Linked DNA regions of Gossypium hirsutum: region 1 is linked to region 2. The links are chromatin contacts, called in public Hi-C maps. All regions are on one chromosome and are shown on one strand. The core of a region is the stretch at or near the end of the contact, and the rest is flanking DNA. Distances in the headings are between cores, read along the strand shown. Region 1 holds the start of LOC107936333 (RING-H2 finger protein ATL66). Region 2 holds the start of LOC107939381 (protein trichome birefringence-like 33).

What was found. A called contact is a pair of places that touch in the nucleus more often than the background predicts.
Region 1: a contact with region 2 is called in a Hi-C map of hypocotyl, with 1.8 times the contacts expected there. The contact joins the promoter of LOC107936333 here to the promoter of LOC107939381 in region 2. A contact is called at or near these places in 2 of 34 Hi-C or Micro-C datasets (hypocotyl and leaf).

Annotation. Positions count from the first base shown.
Region 1 is chrA10:117,740,219-117,743,403 of Gossypium_hirsutum_v2.1, reverse strand. It overlaps LOC107936333 (RING-H2 finger protein ATL66), which reads right to left and starts at 1,452. Exons shown (of 1, transcript XM_016869037.2): 1 at 985-1,452. The coding sequence starts at 1,452. The coding sequence ends at 985.
Region 2 is chrA10:117,495,114-117,498,751 of Gossypium_hirsutum_v2.1, reverse strand. LOC107939381 (protein trichome birefringence-like 33) reads left to right here and starts at 1,908. Exons shown (of 6, transcript XM_016872710.2): 1 at 1,908-2,194; 2 at 2,290-2,521. The coding sequence starts at 2,005.

The DNA of each region.
Region 1 (3,185 bases), core at 203-2,702, 250 kb before region 2:
AGTGATCTAAAGCAACAATTTCTTGCCAATCCCGTTCCTTCGCCCTTGAATATATGAGTTTAGGAATTTGGTTCGGGAAATTGGACATATATATCATAGTTCATTTTTAAGTTTAAGGAGCATTTCTAAACAATGCAATTAGTGTCACAAAATATCTTAGCTTAGCTACCTTCAATCTAATTTTTGCTCACCTTAATTAATTACAAACTTTAATTTAAAGATATTATACCAATATATGAATAAGGTTACAATTCAAAGAAAACTAAAATAAACAAAAATCAAAAAACTCGATACGATCAATTGTTGATTACAAATTAAATCAATTGGCATTACAATAAATTATCAATAATTGACTACTTGTAAGAAAAAACCTTAGCATAAATCATCCTAGGATCGAAAAATAAGTCACTAGGCATATTAAGACCCAACACGATCACTCATGTAGGCAATGAGCATGCATCAAAGAATCCATTTTCTATCTACATTCTTTTTAGGCTTAAAAATCCGATAGTATATTGATTGAGTCTTAACTCGATTTGTATTGGTATTATTTTCAGTATAAAAAAACTTGAATTTAAGTGTATTAAAACGTATTTATTCTCCTATTTAAGAGTTAGAATATATTATAAATAAATTTAAACATTGTATCTTTTATATAACCTCAACTCTTCAAGCCTTTTATTTCTTCTTCGAACAACATTTTCAAGCCCAATCCATAAAAGAAAATGGCATTCAAATGGTAAAGAAGGATTTAAGAGGAAAAAAACCCATGAATTTCATTTCTTCACTCAACAAATTAACATATTTGTTTATTTCTTAAAAAAAAAAACAAATAATTCATTGAGTAAATTCATCGAGCACTTTGCAAACCTTTTTCGAAGCACTCATTTGCAAAATATAATTTAAACAAAAAATATTTTTTAAATATTAAAAACATTTTTTTGTTAATTTTGGTTGCTGTTGTTGTTGTTGTCGTCGTCCTTGTTATTGAATTACAATTTGCAGCTGATCTGAGTCAACTCGGACTGAACTTCTACAAAGCGGACAACTCGATTCAGCACTGAGCCACCTATCAACACACTGTGGATGATACGTATGTTTGCAAACCGGCAAAACCTTAACCTTCTCACCATCTTCGAACACACCAAGACAGATACAACACTCACTCGCAAGCGCTTCACCGTCCGTGAACATAGTTACCGGCAAAGAATTAATGGCAGCAACGTCTAGACCACGATTCGGTGGCGGAGGCGGCGCGTGAGAGGTTGGAGACGGCGCGTCTCGATAGAAACTACATACCCATCGGGTGAAAAAGAAGATAAGGACGGAAATAACGATGATGATGATGAAGAGGACAGTGAAGAAGAGGGTTCGGCCACGGATTTGGAAGCCATGGTCACCGAGCTCGGCGTAGTTCCAGTGGAAAAGATGGTTGTTTTGAGATGAAGCCATTGAATTGAATTTTTGAAAGGGGGGAATTGAAAGAGAAGGTTTTCTGAAGGTGTTTTTATAGAAGTGGGGAGACTAAAGTTGAAGCATGTTTGGTAGTTAATATAGGACAGTTGGGGGGAGTTGTGGGGGGATTTTTGTCTGAAACTTTGTTTTTATACTTTCTTACTTGTAGGTTTTTTACAGTTTACTTGTAAAGAAGACAAGTACTTGGGAGAAAAAAAAGTGTGGAATAAAATAAAGTTGTGCTTTCTTTTCGAGATAAACTATAATAGTTACTTTTATTTATTTTAGGCTATATTTTAGTTATTATGTTTAAAATATTATATTTTAATTATTTATGTTATCGCGTTGTAATATTTTAGTCATTGGGTCATTAATTGTTATCAACTGTGTAACGGTAATTAAGCTGATGTGGCATATTAAAATATCATTTCAAACAAAATTTTTGGTTAATTTATACAATCGGTCCCATATTTTTTCTTTTATGTTCTTTTAACTTATTTTTTTCTTTATTTTCCTTTCTCTTCTATTTCTCTCTCTTTGATTTCGTCCATTTTCCATTTCTTTTAACATAGTTTTTTTATGTTTTTCATTTGTCAAAACTAGTCCTTATACTTTTATTTTTTAAAAAACAATTTAATTTTTTCGAGTGAGGCGAGCTTGTGGACTATAGTGTTAACAAATTGAAAATATAGAAAAACTATGTTAAAAGAAATGAAGAAAGGACAAAAACAGAGAGAGAAGCAGAAGAGAATGGAACATAAAGAAAGAAAAATGAAAGTTAAAAGAATATAAAAGAAAAAAATTTGCTCAAAATGAAAAAAGGAAGATGATAAGGGTACCAATTGTAGAATTTAACCTAAAATTTTCGTTTAAAATGATGATTTAATGTGCCATTTCAGCATATCATTACATCGTTAACAATAATTAACGGTTCAATGACTAAAATGTTATAACACGATAACGTAAGTGACTAAAACATAATATTTCAAACATAAGTGATTAAAATGTAACCTGAGGCAAATAAAAGTGACTATTTTGATAGTTTACCCTTCTTTTTGGGTAATATAATTTTTCGCTAAAACAAGATGGAATCAGGATATACGAAAATTGATCGATACAATAGTTAAAATAAATGGGTTAAACTAATTGATTAAAAAACTACTTGGAATTAATAAAAATCGATTATTGAGCGTGTCGAACTAGTTTAATATTTTTAATTTTTTAGACTTTTATAAATTTTTATTTATTGTTGGTCCAATGATCAAATTGATCGAACTAGTTAAACCAGGAACTGATAACCTAACCTGTTCAACCACAAATTGTATCATGAAAATCTATATAAAAAAATTTGGATTAGCTCACAAATATACCATCTTCCCCGTCATGGCACCTAAACTATTTTTTTCTCAAGTTGCTACCTCCTTTAGTCAAACCAATAAATCTATTTTTAAAAAAAATAAAGGCTTAACCCGTAATTGGTATCTAAACTATGCATTTTCTTCCATTTTGATACCTAAATATCTTTTTGATCTCAAATGCTACCTAAACTATTTTTATATTACCTATTTTATACAAAAAAATTATATTCATTAAAAAAAATTCAGCCGATAATAATGTCATTTCATATAAACTTTAAAAAATATTTTTCCTCTTACATTATTTCTCTTTAATTTTTTTATTACTATTCCCTTTTTTTTTTCTTACTTTCTTCTTCTTTTATAATGGATGAA
Region 2 (3,638 bases), core at 659-3,158:
CCTCTCTCAACAATATTATTTCCAAAGTTCGAACCCAAAATTTTCATTGAGAGTGTAATGTGTTTTACCATTGTTTAACTGTTGAAATTTTTACATTAAAATAAATAGTTCAAAAAAATTTAATTTACCCCAAACGTGACTAACATAATATGCAAGAACATGAAATACAACAATTAAATTATTAAAATATTAATCGTACAAAAAATTATAAAAATCTTCTCTTTTATAAAGTGTTTTTCTCCATATGAATATGGAATATGTTGTAGTTGATACATCCCAATTGGGTTGCTGATCATATCAATTGGATGACACCTTAAACACCTATTTTCTTGTTGAGGATTAGAGTAAGAAAAAGAAAAACATTTAAAACCAACAAAGTAGAAGTTGAAATGTTACCAAATCTTCACCTAAATCCCTTAATTAATTAAAGCAACCCTATTTTAATACATCCTCAATGATGAAACTACTTTTAAGGATAAATATCAAAATCATATATGAACTTTGATTCAATGTATAATATCATATATAAATTTTAATTTTGTGTAATTTTATACATAAAATTTTAATCTGATTCAATTTCCACAAACAATTATATTAATCCAATATGAAATTAAATGTATGTATTCATTTATTTAAATATGTACAATTAATTAAATCAAAATTTTTTATATACATATATATGAACCATAATTCAAGTTTTATGTGTATAATTGCACAAATTCAAAATTTATATATATCAAATTACATATTAAACTAAAATTCATTTATGATTTTACTATTTATCCCACTTTTTTACCCTTCAAGTCATTGTAATAATGGGTGCATCTATGTTGAAAGAATACTAATTAGGCTTAAAAACAAAGATAAATATTATTGACTTTCCTTGCACTACTAGTTAGTGTTGAAAGAATATCAAATACATATTGGATTAAAAATCAATGAATTATTAAATTAGATGAATATCAAAAATCGATTTTTTTTAACTCGTACGAAAATTGATCATATTTGCTTTTTTTGACACAATGTCTACAACTATTCATAGTCCCTCTCCAACCTATAAATAGAGAGATGATAAGTTTCAGCACACTCGAACCTACGTCTTCCTGCATTGACAACAATACCTATATCAATTGAATTAAGACTCGATCGATCAAAAATTCTTATTCTACAAGATCTATAATCAAAAATTGAGTTGAGTTGAAGCAAAGGCAAGTTGTCTTTACAACAGAAATTGGATCACTTTTTCCTGTTAGCAAATTGATCCCCAACCTAATCACCATTTAATTAATGTTAATCCAAAAATTATTCACCTAAATTAAATTGTTACAAAACAATAAAGTAAAGAAAACCCCCAAAATCCCAACCTCACATGTCAGAAAGTGGCGAACAAACAGAAAGATATGACCTGGTGATCATATGCAACCAATCATTTTGTTTTATTTTATTTTACAAAAGGGTTAAATTCTGATTTCAGTCCCTCAACTGTGCTCAAATTTGAAATTTAGTGTTTTTATTTTGATTCAACATAATTGAACCTTTTGATTTCACAATGTATTAGTTCAAATAGTTAATATTATTAGTGAGATGATGCTTTTAGAATTGGTGCTTCATTGGAGGTGACACTTGCTATATGCAGCCATAATTCGATATTTTATAAAATTATAAAGACCAAATCATGTCAAATTAAAGAGATTTATGTAAGGATTATGGGGTTGGGATCGAAATAGGCACGTAAGAAGGTGACACTTGCTATATGTAACCATAGTCTAATCATTTAGCCAGTTGATATCAAAATGAATCATAATAGAGGGATCAAAAATGGAATTTAGCCTTTTATAAAATTATATAATTTCACTTTCTCACCACACCTACATCACATTAATAAAAGCATTCAACACTTTTCCATGGTATCCAAATACATTAATTATTCATGAACAAACTTCCACAAACAATCAAAACCAAAGAAAAGTTTCTCTGTTCTTCTTTTTCTTTTAAAGAACAAAAATGAAGGCTCCACTTTCTTCATCAACATCATCATCCTCTGGTATTCTTAGAAGGTCTCGTCTCTCAACTTACTTATACATTTTATTAGCTTTCATTGTTTTCATTGCTATCATCCATGGAGAATACTCCATCGCCAATTTTGGCCGAGTTGACCCAATAATCCCCAGCCCAGTTATCTCCACCACACCAGGTGAGTTCATCTTATACTTGACTCAGTCAGTCCAACTCAAACTCAAAAGTCGAGCTCTCTTTGTTTTTTTGGCTGATTTTTCTTTGTGGGGTTAGTGAAGAAAAGGGAGAAGTTGGTGGTGCAGCTGCCGTCATTTGCGGTGGAGGAAAGTGAAGAAGGATGTGATATATTCAGTGGGAAGTGGGTCAAGGACGAGTTGACTCGGCCTCACTATGATGAATCGGAGTGTCCATACATCCAGCCACAATTAACGTGTAGAACACATGGGAGACCGGATACTGAGTATCAGAAATGGAGATGGCAACCCCATGGCTGTGATCTTCCTAGGTAGGTATAATTCCACAGAAAGCCCCTTTAGTTTATTTTTCTATTTTTTTGGTTGATAATTTAAAGCCTCTGAATTTTTTTTTCTTCTTCTTGTGTTTGTTCTCATTGTTTTGTCGACTGATAGAAAAATTGTCCGAATTCATAAACGAACTTTGTCTTGTTCTTTTTGGGTTTTTAGTTGAATTCTTGAAGGGTTTTTAATTATAGGTTTAATTTTGTTATTGATCCTTCTAGTATGCATGTTTCAGTTTTACATCCTTTAACTATTAAGACTAACCGATATTATAAAAAGTAAAAAAAAATAAACTAAATTAAATTAAAAAACTGAATTTCTATAATAAAATTGAATTAAAGCCTAGGGTTAAAATATAATTTGCAATTTTCAATTAAATAATTTTAATTTTCTATGAAATAAATTTAAAATGTGATTAAAAATAGTGATGTTGTTGTTTTCTTGGTAGGCTTGACTTGACTTAGTAAAATTAGAGCTATAAATTAAGGTTTATCTTATAAATAAGTCCCTAAATTATGTCAAAATTTTCATTTTGGTATCTAAATTTTTTAAGTAAAACGAAAGATGAATTTGGGTAGTAAATTGAAGTAATTACGAATTAGTGGGGTTAAATTCTAGGGCCGGCGGTTCAGGGTGCGTGATTGTACACACGTGCCGAACCGGATGGGTCATATGGCCATAGGAATAAGCAAAAGTTGTCGGTGAGGTGTTGGTAGGAAATATTAAGAAAGTGGGACCCATTTTCTTTCATTATTTCCACGTGTCGCTTGATGTGGTGGCTTGTAATATTGTCATTCTGCCACGTGGGATCAATCAGGTGTTGAGTTGGGAACACGTGCAAGCAGGTGCAAGCAAGTCTAGGGACCTGTTCCCATGGGTCAGATCCTGGTCTGGTTTTAAAAAAAGGAATATTTTATTTTTATTTTCTGATTAGTAAATTCATTTTACTGTTCTCAAGTTTTTAAAATATTAAAAAATTATTTTTATATTTTATAATTAATTTGAATAATAAATATTTTTTATGATTTAATTTGAATTCAAATCACGATTGATGAGTGGTTGCTCGAATCTCAACCTATAAATAAATCTATAAATAAATCTATT